Regions from separate parts of the Sus scrofa genome. Here regions 2 and 3 are each linked to region 1. The links are chromatin contacts, called in public HiChIP or PLAC-seq maps. All regions are on one chromosome and are shown on one strand. Each heading gives the region's core, a stretch centred on a gene start, on an enhancer-like site or on the middle of the called end of the contact. The rest is flanking DNA. Distances are from core to core; before and after follow the strand shown.

The links. HiChIP or PLAC-seq counts read pairs in DNA pulled down with a chosen protein or histone mark.
Region 2: a contact with region 1 is called in an H3K27ac HiChIP or PLAC-seq map of alveolar macrophages. The contact joins the promoter of LOC110256864 here to the promoter of ISCU in region 1. A contact is called at or near these places in 1 of 5 promoter capture datasets (liver) and 2 of 2 datasets of contacts at active chromatin or transcription factors (alveolar macrophages and skeletal muscle).
Region 3: a contact with region 1 is called in an H3K27ac HiChIP or PLAC-seq map of skeletal muscle. The contact joins the enhancer-like site here to the promoter of ISCU in region 1. A contact is called at or near these places in 4 of 47 Hi-C or Micro-C datasets (embryonic fibroblasts, fetal heart ventricle, liver and 1 more) and 2 of 2 datasets of contacts at active chromatin or transcription factors (alveolar macrophages and skeletal muscle).

Annotation. Positions count from the first base shown.
Region 1 is chr14:42,220,907-42,224,041 of Sscrofa11.1, reverse strand. ISCU (iron-sulfur cluster assembly enzyme ISCU, mitochondrial) reads left to right here and starts at 1,472. Exons shown (of 6, transcript XM_003359136.3): 1 at 1,472-1,526; 2 at 1,529-1,599. The coding sequence starts at 1,487. It overlaps SART3 (squamous cell carcinoma antigen recognized by T-cells 3), which reads right to left and starts at 290. Exons shown (of 19, transcript XM_005670755.3): 1 at 1-290. The coding sequence starts at 60. It overlaps LOC106507249 (a long non-coding RNA gene), which reads right to left. Exons shown (of 2, transcript XR_002338860.1): 2 at 2,759-3,135.
Region 2 is chr14:41,990,713-41,993,847 of Sscrofa11.1, reverse strand. It overlaps LOC110256864, which reads left to right and starts at 1,468. Exons shown (of 2, transcript XM_021074058.1): 1 at 1,468-2,564; 2 at 2,957-3,135. The coding sequence starts at 2,141. All of the region lies in intron 2 of SSH1 (protein phosphatase Slingshot homolog 1), which reads right to left.
Region 3 is chr14:42,033,413-42,036,547 of Sscrofa11.1, reverse strand. No RefSeq gene overlaps it. Among named protein-coding and RNA genes, the nearest start is that of CORO1C, 28 kb to the left of the region's middle. Within about 2 kb of position 1,632, at least 27 of the 83 cell types and tissues checked have an H3K27ac peak or open chromatin away from gene starts, as enhancers often do. A contact at or near this core is called in alveolar macrophages, mesenteric adipose tissue and skeletal muscle, where this site is marked.

The sequences.
Region 1 (3,135 bases), core at 223-2,722:
GGGCCCGGCCTTTGGCTCTGCCTCCGCTTCCGAAGCCGATGCTGCGGCCGCCGTCGCCATCTTGCGCTTCCAGTGCCTCCTGGGTCCTCACTCAGCCGCCAAAGACCCTCTGAAATAGGAGCTGCCCGCGGAGCGCGCCTGATCAAAATCCCCCTCTCTTGCCACCTAAAGAGAAACTGTGAGCCTCAGATGAGGGAAAAATCTAGAAATACAACAAATCTATGTCACTTTATATGCTTTTAGTAATTCTCCTTAAGGGTAAAAAACTCGCTAACAGGGCATGTGTTCCGCCACAACTCGGGACAGAAATTAGGTCCTTAGACAGGAAGTGGACGCCATAGAGGAAGTCATGGACAGAGCGTGATGATCGACGTTCAGTGTTTGGCGCCATCTTGAGAAGGTCAAAATGATTCTTGGCATAAACGGCTCTTACTGCCTGGTCTGACTTGGCGCGTAGTTCAGTCTCCCCAGCAACCGAGCCTCACATGCAGAGAAAAGTCCAAGTCCTCAGGGAAGGATCAATTGCACGACTCATGAGAAAAACTCATTTCCCCTTTATGTAATGCCTGGTGCCTAGTAGTTAGACACACACGTGAGTTTTCATTTTATAAGCTCCTGTTCTGTAACCCAACATTAATAAATCATATTATTAAGCATCTATTTAGAATCTCTTCATTGCCAGGCCTTGTCATATAAATTGTGTTTGCTTTTTAATAAAGGAATAGACATAAACGTAAATTTTTATTAAGTTTGGACAAAGTATTCGTTTAATTAAGCTTCCTATTTTTTGAGGTAGGAAAGTCTTGCTGTGTCTATTGCCTTTCTCTCTCGTTAGCAAGCTTAATTATGTCAGAAATTATGTCTGTTTTTGTTTGGGATCCCCAAAACACCCCGACACAAAGTGGACATTCAAAACATACTTGCTCAACGGGTGAAATAGTTGTCCTTGAATTAGTACACAAGAGATCAAGGTTTAGAAGGACGATGTCATTCGTCTAGGATCACACAGCCAGTAAGGAGCAGAGCTGGGATTCTAGTTGAGGATTGTCCAAGTTTGCATCCCAACTGAGTCTAACTCTCAGGGCAACCTCAGACAAGTTCCTAAACCTCTCTGACCCTCAACATTCTAAGCAGCAAAACAGGGCTAAGAAAGGTGGAATGGTTGATCCTCTGTGCCGCATTCCGGCAGTGGACTTTGTGAACATAAATTTGCGTCCGGAACTCCAGCCTGAAGCCCCTCAGACCCATAACCCAGCACGGAGGAAAAACCGTCCTGCGAATTCAGACCTTTGGGCTCCACGCCTCGCCGGACTCGGAGGGGCGTGGTCAAGGCGGGGCCAAGGCGCGGACTCAAGCACCGAGCGGGAGGGCGCAGGCGCAAAGTCGCCGGGACTTTAGAGGGGCGCGCTCCAAGCCGGGTGCCAACTCGTGCACGAGCCCCTCCCCTCGGTCTCGCGTTCGGCCTGCGCAGGCGCAAGTCCGCAAGATGGCGGCGGCTGGCGCCGGCCGTCTAAGGCGGGCGGCTTCGTCCTGCTGCTCCCGGTCCCGCGCCTGCCTGCTCGGGAGCTGTCAGCTCCGGCTCGGCTCTATCACAAGAAGGTAGGGGCGGGCGAGGGCGTGCGCGGGGCCTGCACCAGCCGGGGAACTAGGACCGCCGAGAGGACTTAGGCGTACTACCAAAGGCCTGGCCTAGGGACGACTGGCCGGCCGGCTTTGCGCGGCCCGGGGAACGCCACTGCGGCCCAGGAAACGGGGCGCCCCTCGCACGAGTCCGCCTCGACCAACTTTCTCTCGATGCGCAAGTGCACTAACGGCGCCTGAAATAAGAATGACAGTTTCGGCTCGTCCAGCGGCGACTGCCCGTGGGCCCGGCCGCTGTCTTTAATCTCTTGCACCCAAGCCTTTAAAATTCCCAACCGCCCAGCAAGCAGGGTTCTGCTGTGACCTGACAGCCGAACTCCAGGGACAGACACACACAGAATGGCGCGGGCTCCGGCCTCACCTAAGGCCACTGCTCTAGCCAGGTGACCTTGGGCAAGTTACTGCTCTGAGCTGAACCTGTTTTACCACTTATCATATGGGGGGGCTCTTAGCAGTCCCCCTACACGAGACCGTGCCTGCGGGGTCCTCCTCTGCTTGGTGCCTGGCACAGGGAGGCCACTTAGGGTGCTGCTGCTATTATTGTTGTAGGAGCTCAGAGCCTCCGAATGGGGATGGACATGTAACCAAGTCATAATGCTTTCATTTTTGTTTAGTTTTGTTTGGGGTGGTGGGGAGCTGTGAGTAGAGATAGGTGCGTAGTTTGAAGACTTTACATTCCAGGGGCGTGAGGTCCGTAAACGTAAAACTCTTTCACTCTAGAACCGGTTAACTACAGAATGCAGCAGATCAACACGGGGCAGAAAGTCTAGACTGGACTTTGTCTTGTAGGTCCTAGGGCTTGGACTCAAAATCCGTGGACAGATAAGTGGGCGGAGGGGACTGGAAGATTGGGATACTTACGGCTAACTAGTAAACAGACCTCAAAGTTTTTAAAACCTTCCATGTGCCAGTTTGAGCTTTTTTGCTTTGTTTTGGGTTTGTTTTTTGTTTTTCTCTTCTGGCTGCAACGCATTTGCCCATGTTCTTGTCTTCCCCAGCTCAGGAGGGTGTGTTGTTGACAGTCCACGCAGAACGAATTGGTGCTCTCAGCCTTGCAGCCACCAGGGCGCACTGTGCACCAGAGGGTTCAGGGCCCTGAAATACAGTGAAAGGACTGTTTTTATTTATTATCGCCCACAAGTGGACGCATTCCTAGTCTTGTCCCTCCTGTAATAGTCTCCTTGAAGCTTCTGGGAAACACTTATTTCTGGACCATACTTACTTTTACAATTTTTGAATGGTAAGTATTATGCTTTGATAGATCCTTTGAGATGTATCTTATGGAGATAAAAAATGGTGTTTGAGCCCAACTCTGATGCCTCAGGTGGTTAAAGGTCAATTATTTGTGGTTCAAAACCCTGCAGAACAAAGCCAGATCTTGCAGATTTTTCTGCCTTATTATGAATCTCTGAAGGTAATTGGAGAGGCGACACACAAAGACTTTGGGTGGCCAGTGGTTCTCATTGACCTGAGCATAAGCCTTCCCGCCCAGGT
Region 2 (3,135 bases), core at 219-2,718, 230 kb after region 1:
AGCCACAGCAACGCAGGATCCGAGCCGCGTCTGCGACCTACACCACAGCTCAAGGCAACGCCGGATCGTTAACCCACAGAGCAAGGGCAGGGATCGAACCCGCAACCTCATGGTTCCTACTTGGATTCGTTAACCACTGCGCCACGACGGGAACTCCGAACCAATGAATCTTTTGTCTTTGTTATCTTAAGAAGCAATAACATTTACATTCAGCCTATAATTTAAAAAATTACAATAAAAGTTTCACTTTCACAATTTGGTCATAAAAAAATCTTCAGCAGAAATTAAGACTATAAACTTGACTGACTGTATTAGTTATTAATTACTGCCAATTATTTACAAACACCATCAACTCTGAAAACTACATATAAGAGACACCAAAATTATTAGCGGTGTTTTTGCAGGGGGTGGAGGGGTGTACCACCTATGATTTTCTTTCTACATCTTGTATCCTCCAAATTTGCCATATTGAGCAAACATTAACTTTTGTAAACGATTTTTGAATTTTCACCACTGAGGACAATGTTAGCTGTGGGTTTGTCATATATGGCCTTTGTGATGTTGACATAGGTTCCCTAATTTTGTCGAAAGCTTTTTCTGTTTTTTGTTTGTTTGTTTTTTGCCTTTTATGGGGCCACTCCTGTGGCATATGGAGGTTCCCAGGCTAGGGGTCTAATCGGAGCTGTAGCTGCCAGCCTGTACCACAGCCACAGCAACTCAGGATCCGAGCCGCGTCTGCAACCCACACCACAGCTCATGGCAATGCCGGATTCTTAACCCATTGAGCAAGGCCAGGGATCAAACCTGAAATCTCATGGTTCCTAGTCGGATTCGTTAACCACTGAGCCACGACGGGAACTCCAGCTTTTTCTGTATTTTTGAATTTTCAAAGTACTATAAAACACGTAATACTCTTCATAATGCAAAAAACATTTCACTTTTATTAATTTTATGAAGATTACAGCTCAAATTATAGAGAACTATCCAAATCATTCATTCTCTCTTGAGCAACCAATTAACATATTTGATTTGAAAGAAAAATCTCTAAGAAACGGAAGCACTTTTAAAAAATTATAGTTCATTTACAATGATGTGCCACCTTTTCTTTTTTAAGAAAGCAAATCAAGTCCTGATGAAAATACAAGGACATTTTCTGTAATATAAAACAGCAAGATCACCACTGTCCCAGAGAGCTAATGTTAATAAACATTCTCATCTTGGAATAAACAACTCAGCTAAGTCTAATACATAACTCCGGAGCTAAGAAAACTCACTGCATGGTCCGGCATTTAAGTCAGCAGCTCCTGGAATCAGAACAACGGTTATCTTCCATGCTAGTATGTCCAAAATAAAAATCTGTTCATTTTTCTGGTTGGATCCTCACTCTAAAAATCACGACTGCTCAAAGAGCAAATACTAAGGTTTTGGTTCAGCCTCTCCTATTCAGGCCTTTGAATTACTGACAACCAGTCCTATCTATTTCCTCACAGCAGCACTTGTGCTCTGGACCGAGCTTTGTCGTCCATTGCTACCTGTACTGCCAGGTTATCCTTTCCACTCTAGAAGTCTCGCCTTTGTGCTGCAAGTTTCAAGTGCTGAGGAGCTCAAGATTATACATAACCAAAGAAATGAGACACACCCTTTCTTTGAGTCTCACTCACCCATGGGAGGCACAGAGCTCTAGAGCATCCATCAGCCAAGAGAAAAATACAGGTTGTCTAGTTTTCACCAACTGCACACTTTTCCATCCCTGAAACGTGTCACCCTCTCCTTTCTTAAAGTCTTGCAACTGAGTTTGTTTTCAGAACTAGGCTGTTTTAGGTAGACACGGATCGCTTACTGCTTAGTCTCATCGTAATTTGAGAGAGCTGCCCAAGAGACTCCAAAATGCAGGAAACTTCAAACAACAATCAGTTCATCGAAGCAGCTGGGGGAAAAAAAATCTTTGCAAGGCATCCCAACCTTTTTTTGTTCATGAGTTTAAAAAAAAAGGAGGCGGGGGAATCTATATTGACCAGAAACCAGAGCCCTCTGGAAACAGCCAGCCACTGACAGTGACCTTAGCCTTGGAAATCATGGGCGAAAATTCCCCTCGGTTTCCCTTACATTTCCTTTCGGGGGGAGGCAACAAAGCAAAAGAATGGGCTGGTTTGATCCCGTGATCACTTACAAGGCCAGCTGTTCCCCAGTGTTCCTGAGGCTGACACAGTCGCAGAGCCTCCCAGCGACCTATGAAGTCAGGGGGCTATGTGGCTGGGGGCCTGGAACACTCTGCCTCTGTCTCTCTGAAGACAGTCACAGGCATTTACCGTCAGGAGCGAGGTCTGAAGCTGAGGGCAAGCTCCAGGAACACATTAAGGCCAGCCTGCGAGATGGCCGAGTCTGGGAGGCGGTGAGCGCGCCCAGCACGAGGATGACCGCACAGGATGACTTGGGGCTGAGAGGTCACGGCAGTCACAGGATTTATGAAAACAAGATGTGGATCTTCTTTAGGACCCTGTTTCTCGGCTTCTGTTCTGAGCTGCTCCGGGCCCAGAGCCTCCCATGCCCTCTGGATGACTGGTGTGAGTACTCTCCTGCTGCCAGGGCTCTGTGGGGCTGTCCAGGCCTCCCATACCGAGAGGCGCAGCACCCAACTCATCGGTCTCAAGCACCCATTGGGGAAGGAAGTCCTTCACAAACTCTGCTGTGGGGATGGCACTCATATTTACTAGGTTCTCAGGACAAGGAAACAACCCACTAAGCATCCATCCCAGCTATAGAAAGACCACCTTCTCCCCAAAGACACTGGTGCCCTAGAGAGTGCCCCAAGTCCCAGGAGGTCAGATCCGGACAAACACAAAGGAAATGTTTTCCCTGTCGCTACTTCAGGACAAATCTCCATGGGGAATTAAAAACAAGTTCGGCCCCTGCCCTCCTTCCCCCCAACCTCACAGCTTTGCTCTTCACCATACAGATCCCAGTTACTGCCGTTTTAGGAGACAAACCAGGATTTTAGTTTCTACAGCAGACAGACAGGAAACCCCAGCCCTCAGAGCAGCAACAGCCAGTGTCATCCAGAGACCCACGCACAGGAGGGAGACAGAACCGGCGGTGGTGATACCTACTAACTTGGCCCAGCGACCTCTGAAGAGC
Region 3 (3,135 bases), core at 383-2,882, 190 kb after region 1:
CTGGCTGGGCCATGTAGCCCCAAAGTTAAATAACTTCTGAGTCTCTTCATCTGAAAAATGGTGATCACAAAGCCTGCCTTGTCCAGTGTGGCTTAAGAAATGCCGCCTTGAGCTCCCATCGTGGCTCAGTGGTAACGAACCTAACTAGTATCCATGAGGACATGGGTTCAATCCCTGGCCTCGCTCCGTGGGTTAAGGATTTGGCGTTGCCAGTGAGCTGTAGTGTAGATCTCAGACTTGCCTCAGATCCCAAGTTTCTGTGGCTGCGGTGTAGGCCGGCAGCTGCAGCTCTGATTTGACCCCTAGCCTGGGAACTTCCATATGCCTTCAGTGTGGCCCCAAAAAAGACAAAAAAAGAAAAAAGAAAGAAAGAAATGCCCCCTGTGATTACTAACATCATGGTTCCCACCAAGCCTCCATCTCAGGGCAGAGAAAGTGGGCTGGAGGGTGTGACACCACGGAGGTCTCAGCCCTGGGAGGGGACAGGCAGAGAGTGCCTAGCCCCTGGGAGCCTGGTGACACAGGCAAATCAGTGGGGAGAATCCCCAAAGGCCTCAGATAAGGAGTGGGTGCAGGAGTCTAGGGTCAGGTCTGTGACCTCAGTGGCCCCGTGGTGCCTCCAACAGGAATGAGGTCAGGGCTGGAGGCGTGTGATCAGAGGGGAGGAAGGGACCTTGCAAGGTGTTTAGGAACTAAGAGAAACAGCAAAGGATGGGGTTTGGGCAGGTGGAAGATTCAGACTTGGGGCTCTGCTGTTGGTGTATCCTGGGTTCAGATCCTGCCTGGCACTCATTACAGGACTTTAGGTAGGTGATGTCACCTCTCGGTCCCATGTGTTTCTTTTTTCTTTTTAAATTTTAATTTATTTTGTTATTTAAAAAAAAATTCGGTCATATCCATGACATGTGGAAGTTCCCAGACCAGGGATGGAACCCATGCCAGAGCAGCAACCTGGGCCGCTGCAGTGACAACGCTGCAGCCTTAACCCACTGTGCCACAGGGAAACGTCCAGCCTGGTGTGTTTCTAATACCCGCACAGACAGATGGAATCTGAGCATTTTAACAACTGTTTTATTTCACAGACCTGTGGACATCGCATACCGTGGGGCAGATGCTGCCCCATGCACTTTCTGCCCATGTATTTTTAAAGAGAGGGTCGAGGCCAGCAGCGGGCTCTGACACCACGAGGTCAGCTATTGTCACTCCTCTACATCATGTGATGGTGTTACAATGACTGTGTTTTACTTTCCAATCAGGAAAAACAACAGTAACCACCAGGAAAGCGAATTCCATTTCAGAGCAGGCCAGGGACTCAGGCAGCTCCAGAAGCCAGGCTGTGAGCTGGGCCAGGGTGAGAATTCAGGACAGCCCCGTCCCGCCAGGACTGTTCTCCAGGACCTTCAGGAAGCAAATCAACAAGTTCCAGCTCTCCTTCAGGGGAAATCTGCCTGTTCTGGAAGGCCGACTTGCACGTGTGCGTGTGTGCGTGCCTGCATGTGGATGTGAGTTCGTGCATGCATGTGTATGCATGGGGAGGGGGTGGGGGATGTCCGGGCCCTCACCCCGCCCCAGCCCTGCTGCCAGCCGCCAGCCCCAGCCCTCTGTTGTGGCAGATGTTTGGCTGTGCCATGGCAACACCAGAACAGGATGTACCTCTGGATTGCAGCAGGGACAAGCCCACGCTCACAGGCCGCCCACACTGTTCCCCCTCCCTAAAGGCCTGTTGCAAAGAACCCCTTGGGTCCAGGTCAGGGACAAATGGTGTTTGTATCAGGAGAGCGGCAGGCAGCACTGACATCCTCTGCAGGGTCAGTGGCAGGGGAGGAGGAGGAGGCCACATGGGCACATAGCAGCTGCATCCCTCCTCCAGTGAGCTGGCGTCTGCTTCCCTCTGCCCTTTAGAGGATGCTAAGGAGGCAGCGTGGGAAGAGAGCCGCCCCTCAACAGGGCTGGGCTGTGGGCAACCAGTCATTGTCTTTCCCACGATTCTAGGGACTGCTCACGAAGGGAATGCTTTGTGCCAGAGCCTGTGCTGAGTGCTTCGTGCAGCAGATATCTTATTCAGAGGTCTTCACTGTGTGCTGATGACACAGTGCTAATCTTTATAACAGCATTACGAGGTCATCCCTGTTTTTCCAATGAGGCAAAGGGGCCACAGAGAGGTTAAGTCAGTGCTCTGGGTCACGGAGTGGCTAACAGTCTTGGTCCAAAGCCCTTGATCAGCATGGTGACATGGCCAAGACTGGATACATAATTTGCAGGGGGCCATAGGAAATGAAAAGGCCTGGCCCTCATTAAAGAATGAAAGATGGTAACAGTGGAGCAGCAGACCAATCTCAGGGCCCTTGTAAGGGCAGGTGCTCAGAGGGTGGGCACTGGTGGCCTGGAGAAGCTCATGGGCCAGGAGAGAGAGCCCCTGCCTGGTACCCCCGAGCCACAGTGATCTCTGTCCAGGGGCCCCAGGCCACCCCATGAGTGGGGAGAAAAGACCCTGCTGCCCAGCAAATGCTGTGCTGCATTCCCTAGAACCAGGAGCCTGGGAGCTTGGAGGGCAAATTTTAGCTCAATGCCAAAGGGTCCTTTTATTAAATCTTGACATTTCCCTTTTAAAGCATGAATGTAACATAATCCTGTTGCAGAGAGTTTGGAAGAGATAAAAGAAAGAAAAAACATCAACCTCGAATCCTACCCCTGCAACCTCATTGCTGTTGGCAAGTGGTGTATTTCCAGTCTTTTACAGACAGCCTTTCCATCAGGACCCCTGGGGGATGAAACAGATGGGGCCCTTTTTGACCCCAGCGTCTGGCACAGGGCAGGGGCTTCATGCATGGGGAAGATGCGGGAATGGATGGATGTTATAAAGGGGTCTAGTCTAGATGAACTTTCAGATTTTTCTGGACTCAGGATTCCTTGATTCATAGATAGCACATGCCTGGTGCTGATCTGGAGCTCAGTCCAGGGTGCCAAACCTGGTGTGTTGGGGCCCCAGTAGGACTGATTCACTTCCCTGTCCTGGAAGAGCATGGTTTAGGCAGTCATGGGTGTCCCCAAGCTTTCCGAGCTTTCTGAAACTTGGGACCTGTTTTCACAGCATGTTTCATTCATTGACTCTCCTCCAATATTTATCGAGCACTC